Regions from separate parts of the Gasterosteus aculeatus genome. Here region 2 is linked to region 1. A link is a contact called in public Hi-C data. All regions are on one chromosome and are shown on one strand. Each heading gives the region's core, a stretch centred on a gene start, on an enhancer-like site or on the middle of the called end of the contact. The rest is flanking DNA. Distances are from core to core; before and after follow the strand shown. Region 1 holds the start of rab26 (RAB26, member RAS oncogene family). Region 2 holds the start of nt5m (5',3'-nucleotidase, mitochondrial).

Region 1 (6,491 bases), core at 2,950-5,449:
CATCACGTCACTCTTCTCCGTGTCCTCCTCCTTCTCAGGTGGGTTCGAGGGGAACATTTCCTGTACAAGTTCAGCCAGCCGGGCAGCGCCAGCGCAGCTCAGGGGAAGTGGTGGCTGAGAAAACGCATCGGGGCCTACTTCCCCCCCGTGGACCTGGAAGGACTCAGGGGCTACTTCAAGTCCCGGAGCTGGCCCCACCCACACATAGCAGGGAGCGGGCGGGAGGAGAAGTGATGCCCGACGAGGGTATCCGGGTCAAATCGGAGCCCCGCGGGGGTCCGGTTGGGGGAGAGAGGTCAGCTCAGGTCATTGTCGGAACGCTGCTTCCGGTGTGGAACGTGGGTTCAAACGACCAAGGATGCCGTCAAGGACGAGAACTGCTTCATAAAACCTGGAAGGTTCTCGGAAGCGATGTGATTCTTTTTAAGGTTTCATTGACGGAATAAATCTGTGAGATTGATTCTATGAGTCTCGAATGAAGTTCTTGTATCTCACAACACAATGTGTGTATTTAAATTTCGATGATGCGGAATTGTTCAGTGCAGATTTTATTTCCATAGAAAACAGCTTCATTTTATAATATTATTATGTTGTTGCTGTTCATCTCTGTGATGCTGAAAATGTCATTCTAGCTGGTCCATTTTCTCATTATTGGTCGAAATTCATATTTCCATGTTTAACTTTTTAATGCCTGTCAAGCTCTTGACATTTTTAATTGTCTCTGGAATGGCTTTACGAGGGAATTTACCTCTAACTACTTATGCCAAACAGTCTTTAATTACCACATCAGCACAAGTAAATCTTTCTTAATGAAATACAGTCTGTGTGTATATTTGACAAAACCTCATTTAAATTATGATTCGAGAAATTCGATACGTATAAACTGTTTTCAACAACTTTATGAAGAAAAACCCCCAATGTTGAGCAGATATATCCATATTGTCCACATTAACATGGAGTAGTAATGGTGGGAGGCCACTAGATAGCGCAGTTCCCCAGATAATTCATGCTATCTGGGCTTTATGCTTCACTCCTGCATCCACATTCTTGAATACTTTCTTAAAGTTAGAGTTGGGTACCGTGTATGTTCCAGTAGCAGCCTTAAATCTTTGTCCCTCATAACAATAAAAAAAGAAGTAATGTGTATGGAAGTTAAATGAAACAATTATCTTAATTCAACCAAGCCTTCCCAGACCCTCGCCTGTCAAGCCGGTTTGGGGCTTTGAATTCTTCCCACCTATCGAAGATATTTTCCGAGGAGTAGCCTGAATCTTGTCCCTATTGTTTAGTAGGTGCGGTGCAGCTTAAATGTGGATGCTTCTACTTGTTGCCTACTTCCTGTCATGTGCCACATCATCCTCACAGTTGATTCACAATGACTTTTTATGTTGTTATTGCTCCACATAAAACTGCATGTAGCATCAAGAAGGGATTTATTGGCAGAGCTGGAATATCATATTAATACTTATGGTTTCTATAGTGTATTATCACTAGATAACAAGGCCATGTTTCTACAGTAGCTCACAGTGGACAAACCACACAAACAGCCACACGGGAGAAGCTTCAGTTGGTTGCAATAAGTGAACTCACCACTAGATGTCATTAGATCCTCCATACGGGATCACTTCTTAATAACGTGTTAATTTATTCAGTACTAAACGGCTCTACGATTGTTTCTGTCCAGACATGTACTGTGAAAAATGGTTAAAAGAGTAATTAGATGTGGCGAGGTACGTTCGTCATCATCAGCGTTTGGTCAGTGGTCCTCGGTGGGACTCGCACAGCATGGAGGTTTTTAAGTCTCCTCATCACAGCTCCAGCATCCTGTGCTCCCCACCTTCGGACCGCGGACCACCTTCCAGAAGCCCCCTTTTTTCTTCAGCTTTTCTTGATGTCTCGTGCGACTTTGACGGTTGACTTACGGATCGCGCGGCCGTCGGTTGCGCTCCTGTTGTGTCAGCAGGGACAGGCGCCTGTCTCATGACTACAGCTCCAGTTTGCCTCGCTCTTCATTCCCCGGGGTCCTGTGATATAACCTGGAAAATTGTGGGCGGCAGCAGTGCTCAAAGACAGGTTAAGACCAAAAAACGGTATGGGTTGTCGGTTTGATTCCCTCCCTGTGAGTAAATGAATCACATCAGAAGCCTTCCAGTTGGGCAGCTTTCAGGTGTGGAGGCTTCGAACTAAAAGAGGGATGTTGCAGGAGAAGAAGACGCTCCAGTGAGTCAGCAGGCCATCCCTCTGTTCACGGTTACATAAAGCGCCGCGTAGTGTGCGCATCGTCACAGTTGATGCAGAACAAGGACTGTCTGCGAGCTGAAAGATTAGGAGCGTGTTTTCACTCTCCAAGCTGCTCCTCAATGGTTGCACAGTGGAGTGCAGATCCTCTAATGGCCACTAGATACCAGCTCCATTAGATGGCATTGGCGGTCTCTCTCTGTCCAGAGGAACAATGTGGGTTATTAGAGCACACGCCCTCTGTATGTGTTGTAATCGAAGCTGCTCTGGGTTTCGTTTACATAGTCAGCATGCAGAGCCTTTTTCTTTTTCAGTGTGAGTAAACCCGCCCCTCCGGCCTGCTCACAGCCACCGTTCTGCACCGCAGACGGGGGTCACCGCTGATAACGCCGTCCAGACAGACAGCGTCCTACCTTCTGTTACACCGTTACGTCTGAGGGCACTGTTGCCATTTTTTGCACGAAATGCGTAACTTCCTGCTCAGCCTTCCCCTTGTTTACTAGCTACTGATAGCCAGTAAACATCTACGCGAGGACATCTTCTCCCTACAGTTCACGCGGTCATGTTTCTGTTTCTGGCCACCTAGTCTTCACCCTTGTACCACAGTGAGGTGAAGGTTGAGTCACCCAATAATGGTGAAAAAAAAAATACTTCCAAAAAACGTTCCATGTCATGACAGAAGTAGTAGAAGAAGAAGTAACAGATGTTACCTATTGATGTGAAGCCTGGAATTTGCCATGAGAGATGTTAATATGCAACAGATGCGTGTGTTTTCTCTGGGTACTCCAGCCTCGTATCCTGCAAATACCTGCAGAATGAAATAGAAGTGTGCCTTTTGATCAATGTCATTTTTTGGCTCTATTCTTGATGTTTTGTTTAAGACAATTTAATGCATTTTACACTTGTCTTGTAAAAATGAGTAAAATAGACTTGTTTTCTCTCTCTCGGAAAAAAAAGGTGCAAATTTGGCCTGACAAGATGTAAAAAAAGGGAAGTTTGCCTGCGTCATAATTTTTTCCTGTTTTTCATCAGCACAAATGTGTCATCAGGCTTTCTTATACTTTGACTCCCATGGTAGCAGTACTTGGCCTGTGGCCATGTCTAACTTAATACATGTACCTTCACAACTGACTTTTTTTTCTGGGTTAATTTGATTGAGGATATGATTAGTTTTGAGAGCAACTTTGAATTCCACATTCTTCAATGACAACTGTGGCTCACAACGTAGAGTGGGTCATCCCTCAATCAGAACAATAGCGGTCAGATCTAGTCCATCCCGATGTGTCGGGGTAAGACACCTGACCCCGAATTGCAAGAGGGGCCAGGCAAGCAGCGTATGAATGCGTAAATGGCATTGAGTGTTAAAATCACGTTGCAGACTAGATCAGCGCTACAAGTAGTCCATTTACGGTGTAAAACAGAAACCCGGAGGCTGACCTGTCCAGACACACTCCGGACTGCTCTAAAAAGGTCCTAATTTTACAGTACGTCTACTGAACGGCTGGTGTACTTGTCCAGCGTTACCCAAACGGCCCGAGGGGGCAGTCTGAAAATTTGGGGACCAGAGTAATGGATAATTTAATTTCAAAATGTCAGTTTCCCAATACAAGCGGGCGCACAAGCCTGAGCTTTTAAAAGAAAAATCCACCCTAAAATAACAATTTACATTTGATTCATATTACACTGTATAACTGAGTTTTTACTTAAAGGATTGAGCAGTGATGGAGATGTAAATACCAGATGGCAGACATGTCATTATAAAACCATTATGGTGATTCAGCTAATAACTATTTGGAACAAGAGTAATTAAAACAGTGTCTACGAATCGTTGATCATCATGATCACAACTGTGGCATCAGAAATGTTCCCTCATCCGTCTGTCGTTCCAAGCTTAGAAGGGACAGCAATTATTTTTGGGAGTCAACATTGTTAGAAAAGTACATCATTTCCGGTTTAGGGTGGACTTTCCCCATAGAAACCCACTGAAACCATCAAGCCTCCACGCGCTCCCAACATCACAGCACGAGGGAGGGAGGAGCGAGGGCTGTTTACGTTGTCATCCAGCCGCACCACCGGGACAACAGCTGTTTCGCGCTCGAGCCAGTATCTGCCCGTCTCCGCTTTACGCACAGCCATGATTTTGACGCACAGGTGAACTTATTTCGCCTCGACCACAACTCCGCGAGGAAAAGGAGCCCTTTCGTGCGTTTCAAAACTGTCCTCCTCTGAACCGCTCGCAGCCGAACGGGTCGTCGCAGCCATGTCCAGGAAGAAGGCGGCGAAAGGCAAAGGGAGCTCCAGGAGCCCCAAGGCGTCGCCGGGCGGCGGGAGGACGGCCAAAGGTCTGGCCGCCGCCGCCGCTCCGTCTTCCGGACTGGTTTATCCCAGCAGACCGTCCATCAGCAACAGCGGGGAGTTCTACGACATCGCCTTCAAGGTGAGCGCGGGCAGCGCGTGCTTAATTGAGTGAGCGGTTCCACGCGCGTGCGTTCAATTAGTGCGAGGACATCTGCTCCGTACAGTTCGCGCTTTTTAAGGGTTGAAACGTTTCGCAGAGTCGTCTCCGTGAATTAAGCACATTGAAAATGAAGATGATTCAAGCAAGGGGCGTTAGTTTTGTGAACAGTTGGTGGACGTTTGCGATCAAGTAAAGATAATGCCAAAGTTTGATGTAAAAAAAAAAAGTAATGACAATAAGTGACTGAAAGTTTCTGCTAATATTGTTTTGTTGCGCTTAATTAACATGGTGGGCATTTTACATTTTTTACTCACCAAACGAACGCTCTTACGTTCAAATTTGTCTTATATTTTGACTTTGAAATGTTTATAATGTGGCATGCATGTTTTCTCTCTCTTATGCATATATTTTAATCTCTGCGGTTCTTGGTGGAGATTTTCTTCCATAAATGTGCCTTTTGCATGTGTACAATTTCACCATTATTTTGCACTGATTGCATTGTCCCAAAATGAATGCTGGTGCAGATTGTTTTGTTCAATCACAAAACTGTATTATATAATATTAGGTGCCTGCAAATGCAAAGGTTTGGTAACAGCTTGAAACAAGTGCAGCATTACGTGCACCACAACTACAATCCAGCAGAATAACAAAATGAGATGGTCTGTTATTTATGAGATAAGTGGGCGTTTTGTGTTTTGTAGCATTGGACATAATGACAAAACAACTGGCTTGTTCTCCACACTCCACATTTTCAGGACTTTAAATAGCCATCTTTTATTTGGTAGAATGCTAAAGAAAAATACCCACCTTTTTTTTTTAATGTTTTTATAAAATCATATTTTTGCTGCCATTAAAAAAGATCTTTTTGATTTTCAAAAAACTGGGAAATATTTACTCTTACATTTTCTCTTTTTATTGTTTATGTCCAGACATGATTGAAACCGAACTAATGAGCTGATAATTAATCATTATTTGGAGCAGCGACACAAAGAAATAAAAAAAGTGTCCGTGCGACTCTGATGCTAATGCGTTGAGCATATGCAAATTATCATCCTGCGGATGGAAGCTTTCATTCTGCGCCCTGATTAACAACAGCTCCTGCTCTTCGGGCCTGTCTACGCCACTGCTCTTTGCCCCTCTATGGCTTTTGTAACACACACACACACACCACAGTTCAGTGTCATGTGTTCCAGAGAGTCCAACGCTTTTGAAGTTCCATATCAGAGCGTATATCGGATGATGCTGTACGCATCAAGAGGCACAAAAGAGAGTTTTCTGTCGTCAGATGGAAGGGAAAGGGAAGCAAACGCACACACACGCAGGCACACACACATTTGACTTCAACATCTGACTATGTCTCGTCCGTCTGTGTCCCCCTCAGGTGATGCTGGTGGGGGATTCTGGTGTTGGGAAGACCTGCCTGCTGGTTCGCTTCAAAGATGGAGCCTTTCTAGCCGGCAGCTTCATCTCCACTGTGGGCATCGACTTCAGGGTAAGCACACGCAAGCCCAGAGTACAAAACCAAGCTGTAACTCGGTGGGATGTTCTCATCCTCACTGCTCCAGTCGCCATTGTTTGTGATCAGTTTATCAACAATAAATCAATAAAATGTACATACAATGATCAAAGATTAGATTTACAGTCAACATTTTCACTTTAAAATGGTAGCAGGCTTCCCTGTAGTGTTATTCAAACAATATCAGGACATTCAAAATAACAGCCCTCCAAAATGTCTCCATATGAGCAGTGTTTCCTCATCATCATATTTACCTGTATCAGGGGGCATTAGTGCGCT
Region 2 (6,491 bases), core at 1,693-4,192, 180 kb after region 1:
TCCCACGCAAAAGACATGTGTAACCAAGCGGGGCCTACGTACCATAGTACGTACGTACTGTAGGGCCGAAGCTTAGCAAATGTTCAGCTATTGAAATGGGAGTTGCATTGTCGTCACTACCATCTGGGGTAATATAATTGTTACACAGAATTCGTATGTATGTTCATTTGGATCGTGTTGGAGTTTTTCGGGTTGTGACGGGCCGAACACAAACAGTCCTCACCTAAAATGTCAGGCTTGTCGTCTATGAGGAGGTCTCCGGTGATCACCGTCTTGTCTCTGGTCAGGATGACCTGCTCCAGAAAGTCATGACCCAAATGCTTCTCCACCCATGCATACTGCAAACACGCACGCACACACACACACACACACACACACAACAAATGAGATCTAATTGGAAAAAGGACACAGCTGTAATTTCCAAAGGGAGCAGAATCCATGTGGATTGGCAGAGGGCCTACCTTCTCATATGGGCAGTGTTCGTAATGTTTTATTGGGCTGGTGCAAAGAAAGACATCTGTCCTGCAGAGAGAAAGGGACAACATAGGTACATTTTTCCGATAATTATATCATCTAAATGATGACAGATGGAGGCAATAGCTAGTTTGGAGACAGTCGGTGGGACACCTCGCTGGAAGGAAAACAAGAGGGGTGAAGAACAAGAGATCAGATTTCACTGATAAGAAAACGCACTCACTCAGACACGGGCGGTAAAACAGAGCCATTCATTTCCACCAGGGGAGGAAATGTAAACACACAGTTTCATAACTATGAGGGCTAATTTGGGAGGTTCTTCCATTGTGTTGAGTGCTTCTGAGAATGCTACGCGGAGTTTCCCCCCACGCCGACTCAAGTGAATCCAAGAAGTCGTGGGTCAAGATGAAAAGGAGACAATGTTTGTCCAAATCAGAGATGAGGTTCAAGTGGCACCGCAATATGGTCGACTGCGAATGTTAAATGCCAGGAGGTGAAATACTCTAATGAAGAGTCTCATATTTGTTCCAAAGTCAAGATCGTAAAGCCGTGTTTCTTACTCACTAGTTTCTCTGCAATTATTTATTACCTTGTTAAAACTCCGTACGTATTCAAATCCAGAGCTGTTCCCAGATTGCTATTCTCCTGTTTTCCTCCCCTCAAACTGCTTGTGAATTTATGCAGTTTAAGGCACAAACTCCTCACGTCGATCGCCCCCCCACCGTGAGCTCGCACACGTGAGTCATTGCCATCGTCGAGTTGCTGAGACAACAACGTTGCACGTTACCGTTACGTCAAGCAGCCACCAGACCTGTGGCCACGTCACGTGAGGGAACGTGCATCTCCACAACCTACTCGTCCATCTTGGCCATCTCCTTGAGCGCCTCCACCCCTCCTGGCAGCGGCTCCAGCTCTATGAAGAAGTCCTTGGACTGCCAGATGCTGATGGCCTTCTCCTGGAGTAACAGAAGAAGAAAAGCAGTGTGTAGCTTATTGATGAGGTGTATGCATGTATGACACCGCAGTAACTGGGAAAGACATTTGTGTGGCATTTCTTCGCGTGTGTTCGAGTTCAACACGGACCTTGTACGCAGACCACGGTTTACGATGACACTGCTATTTTATCTGAAGGATATGTCACCAGTCAGAAATACGTCCCCTCAGATATTGACTAAAATTCATGAACTATATACAAAAGTGGTTGGAATACACTGTGCAGGTGCACTGAATTGGTGCATATGTTGGTTATCAATATCAACCTTCAACTGCAACCTCAACAGAGTGAGAGCCGCTGTCAATCATTCACAGTGTGTACATGTCGTTTATTAATTAACTAACTATCTGACAGGGAACCCTGGGGAGCCAGCCGGGGGGGGGGGGGGGGGGGGGTCTGGCCCACATGTGGGGGACCCATTATCCATAAGAGCACAATATGAGACACGCGTACAACACGTCACTTACACACAGGTCGCTCCTCAGCTGGCCGTACTGCGTGGACACCCAGAACCCTCTCCTGTCCTCCAGGGGGATGTGGGGGTCGTCCGGGTACCGGGCCCGGTACTTCTTCAAGAACCCCCCCTCGAAGTCCGCCAGCACCCCGTCCATGTCCACCAGAACCCGCAGTCTCTTACCCGAGCGAGAGGAGGAAGAGGAGGACGACGACGACATGTTTACGCAAATCCTCTTAAAAGGATCACGAGTTTTCCCTCTTCCGAGCAGGCGTGAAGCGGCGAACAGGGAAATCATGGCCGCCTCTCGAGTGAGCGGTCGCCGCTGTCCTCGCCGCTAAGCCCTCTCCCAACGACGATAAACGCGGTGGCCAGAGTCCGCATGGGAAAGCTCGGAAGCTGTCCGAATACCGCGGCGGGTGTTTTTTCACACACTTTGCATTCGCCGTGTGTGGTTATTTGCGTCGTTTCGGGAAATGTTTCGCTAACTTGTCGGCTTAACTTTATTCATTCAGTCAGCCGTTGATGCTAACAGCCGCTAGCTAGCGTTAGCCGCACAGCAGCAGACAGTCAGCGGTGACGTGCCTTTGGACAGTGTAATGTGAGCTGTTTTGTCAGTGTGTATTTACTGCCCGGGCGAAATCAACACCGCGCTCAATCCCACCACGGCCCCGGTGGCGCCCGGCTGCTGGAGCTACCTGAGCGAAACACGGGAAACGTTAGTACACGATTAGTACTGCGCCACCGAGAGAGGCCGAGCGGCGAGGACGAACTGTACTACCAGCAAAGATCTTTGTAAGAGATGGATGGCTCACTCCGTTATTTTGTATGAAAACCACTTTTGGCACAATTTGCAGTGCAGATTGCTAATTTAGAATTAATAAAGAAAGAAAACGTCCTCCCAAAACCGTTATTGTTATTATTATAGTTGTAGGATATTTATGCCTGTATGTGACCAAAAAGAAAGCTGTCCACGATATGTACAATTGTATACATTTGAGCTGTTTTTTCTTTCTTTTGTTTGCTCACCATCAGAGAGATGTTCCAGACATTTCATTTGCCACAGAATCACACTTGGTGTGATTTTTTTTAATGGAAGATTTGCTAATGGTAGATATAGTGGTACAGCAAAACCAACAATACCATATCTACTAAGCCTGCAACAAGTATCTTCAAAAATAATCAAATTCATATTAGGTTTATAAAAGGTGATGAACCTAATACGCAGCCATATTGAAAGGCTTAATAAATAGTTAAGGCGTGAGGGCCACCAATGAATAAGGGTGCTGGTATTATCTACTACATTTACATTACCTGTCAGAACATCTCTTCTGAATTGTAACGACAGTCAGATAATAATTAAGAACTTTTAAAATTGTTATTCTCTATTGTGTCTTAATGCTCTAAACAAGCTCTTGGGTATGAGCACGGAACAATATCAACAATTTGGAGACGGATGCGTGGATGAATACTCAAACTGAAATTTAGACAATCACAAAATTACTTGCAATAGTTGTATTTTTCAAGTACACGAAGCTTGGATATCCAGTTCTATTAGATGATGCTTAAAAGTCTGTTAGGCAGGAGCTCTTACAGCTTATAACATCTTTGCTAAAACACGGTAAATTATACGTCAGTTCCTGTATTTTCCTTTTCCTTCAAGGAGGAACTGTATTCAGAACTAGACAACTGCAGCACGTTGAAGTCTACCTGTGACAAGAACTATGGGTTAAAAAGTCCTTAAAATAAAACTAGAAAAGGCATTTCCTGCTGAAAATGCGTTGGAATGCAAAAAGCTGAAAGCTGCACTGAATATTTGAAAATAGCTGAAAATACAGAAAGTTGAAGGGAATTTGAATACATCTGAAATTACAGATATTAGAAAAGCTGAAATCAATTTGAAATTGCTGAAAATACAGAAATGGGAGAAGCTGAAAGGAATTTCAATAGATTTGCTGAAAAAGCAGAAATGAAAACAGCTGAAATAAATGTGAAATCTTGCAAAAAATAGCTAAAATGAATTTCAAAAACGGCTGAAAATACAGAAATCCGAAAATGTACCAACAAGCCGAAAAACTGAAATGAATTTAAAAAAAAATGCTCATGATATAAAAATGACAATTTACCAGCAAGCTCAAAGATGAAATTAAGTTCAATTTCTGAAAATATTGAAATTTCCAATGGCTTTGCTGAATAAGTGTTAATGCCAAAAAGTGAAGACCAGCACAGCAGGAAAACATAATATTTTAATTTCAAAATTGGCAGTGTGGAAGATGAAGTGCAGCATTTAACAAAGCTAAGAGTTGAAATACAACACAAAAGAAGATCCCGTCTTTACATTCTTTTTTGACTCATTATCTTCTATCGAAATATAAAGAAATACTAGAAAAGGCATTTCCTGCTGAAAATGCGTTGGAATGCAAAAAGCTGAAAGCTGCACTGAATATTTGAAAATAGCTGAAAATACAGAAAGTTGAAGGGAATTTGAATACATTTGCTGAAATGACAGATATTTGAAAAGCTGAAATGAATTTGAAATTGCTGAAAATACAGAAATGGGAGAAGCTGAAAGGAATTTCAATAGATTTGCTGAAAAAGCAGAAATGAAAACAGCTGAAATAAATTTGAAATATTGCAAAAAAATACAGAAATGAATATTAAAAAATTGCTGTTGATAGAGGCATAAGAATAGCTGAAATTATTTTAAAGAACTGCTGAAAATACAGGAAGTGGGGAAGCTGAATTTCAATAGATTTTCTAAAAACAGAAGTTGCAGGAGCTTAAATTTGTTTAAAATTGTTTGTAGTAATATTAGTAGTAGTATTAGTTATAATTGTGGTATTAGTAGTACTAGCAGTAATAGTAGGTTTAGTATCAATAGCAGTAGAAACAGCTGTAATACTATTAGCCATAGTCGTATTTGTAATAACATTAGTAGTAGTTGTAGTATTAATAGCAGTAGAAATACTAGTAGTATGGTAGTAGAAGTATCAGTTGTAGTACTAGAAGTACGAGTAATATTCGTAGTGGGAGACAGAATGTTTGTTATTCAAACTAAGAAGTTTTTAATTAATAGGCCTCATCACAAACATTACAGTAAAAATTCCCTCCATGTGGCTTTTATTTTGAAATTATTGGATTGGGTGGGTTGGGGGGGTGTAGATAGAGGGAGGGAGGGTGAGAGGGTGAGGAAGGGAGGGGTGGTGAGGAAGAGATAGAGGGAGAGGAGGAGAAATAGACATACTGACTGACTGAGTGATTAACAGTGAGAAGAGGTCAGGGTGGAGGGGGGAGGGGGGAGGGGGGGCGAGTGTCTTTATCATATTGGTCTGTTGACAGAAAGCATAGCTGCGTCATGTGACTCCACTAATCACGTCATAGAAGCAGCTGTGAGTCACACACAGAGATACTGCAGCGTGTTTACGAGTAACCACGGCAACGGCGCACCTATTGCATTGGGTGGGGTGGGGGGGTGTAGATAGAGGGAGGGAGGGTGAGAGGGTGAGGAAGGGAATGGTGGTGAGGAAGAGAGGGAGAGGGGAGGAGAATTAGACTGACTGACTGACTGAGAGTGATTAACAGTAAGTAGAGGTCAGGGTGGAGGGGGGAGGGGGGCTAGTGTCTTTATCATATTGGTCTGTTGACAGAAAGCATAGCTGCGTCATGTGACTCCACTAATCAGGTCACAAGGAGCAGCTGTGAGCCACAGACAGATCCTGCAGCATGTGAGTGCTCGTAACCACGACAACGCCGCACCTGTGCGGCTGCAAAGGGGCAGACACAGGACAGCGAGTTACACAGAATCCACACCTCAAACAAATGAGAACCAGCGCAAAACTATAACAGCTATCTAAAAAATACGGCGTTTGTATGAGACCCAAGACTCTACCGAACGCGTGGATGTGCGTTTTATGTCTGTCCGGTAATAAATACGGCTCCTATGGCCGTTGACAGAACGTGTACCTTGTGGATTTTTGTGAGAAATATGTCGGCAGATTTGTATTGGAGCCTATGGGGCTTTTGGCAGAGGTTGTGTCACTCAAACACACCTTGCGCCAAAACTAAAGAACTCTGGGATTCCATGAACACATTAATCCAATCAGCACAACCATACCCTCATTAATCTGAAGAAATGAAGCCTCTAGAGTGTATACTTTGGCTGCAAGGACAGAAGTTCCATACTTTTTAAACCAGATTTCTGCGATGCCCCACACTCTAGCCTGCGAGGCCCCGCCTCTAGCAGACGCAATACACACTCATGTAAAAGTCAGAAACGGAGCGAAAAACTAGTGAAACTTAATCAGTGATTATGAAAAAAGTACAATAGATATCAAGAAGCAGTTTTTTCATAAAATAGTTGAGACTTGTGTGAACATTTGAGAGTTGAAATGGTGTCTGTAGCTGAAAGATTTGCAAAGCTGAAAAATCTGAAAGTTGAAGAAGTTTAGGAGGATTTGAAAGCAAACTCCATTTGAAAACCATGTTAAAATATTAATGATTATTGATTTATATAAATTCAAGCATAAGAGGTAGAAAGCTGAAAAGTCATAGCCCTCAAGCCAGAAAGGA

The links. Hi-C and Micro-C count contacts between places; a contact is called where the count stands out from the background.
Region 2: a Hi-C map of tail fin shows a contact between it and region 1, with 3 times the contacts expected there. The contact joins the promoter of nt5m here to the promoter of rab26 in region 1. A contact is called at or near these places in 2 of 6 Hi-C or Micro-C datasets (tail fin and whole body).

Annotation. Positions count from the first base shown.
Region 1 is chr5:5,465,686-5,472,176 of fGasAcu3.hap1.1, forward strand. rab26 (RAB26, member RAS oncogene family) reads left to right here and starts at 4,200. Exons shown (of 9, transcript XM_040176431.2): 1 at 4,200-4,675; 2 at 6,078-6,188. The coding sequence starts at 4,499. lmf1 (lipase maturation factor 1) reads left to right here. Exons shown (of 11, transcript XM_040176427.2): 11 at 39-815. The coding sequence ends at 234.
Region 2 is chr5:5,642,537-5,649,027 of fGasAcu3.hap1.1, forward strand. It overlaps nt5m (5',3'-nucleotidase, mitochondrial), which reads right to left and starts at 2,943. Exons shown (of 5, transcript XM_040176332.2): 1 at 1,936-2,943; 2 at 1,330-1,430; 3 at 462-522; 4 at 224-338. The coding sequence starts at 2,220.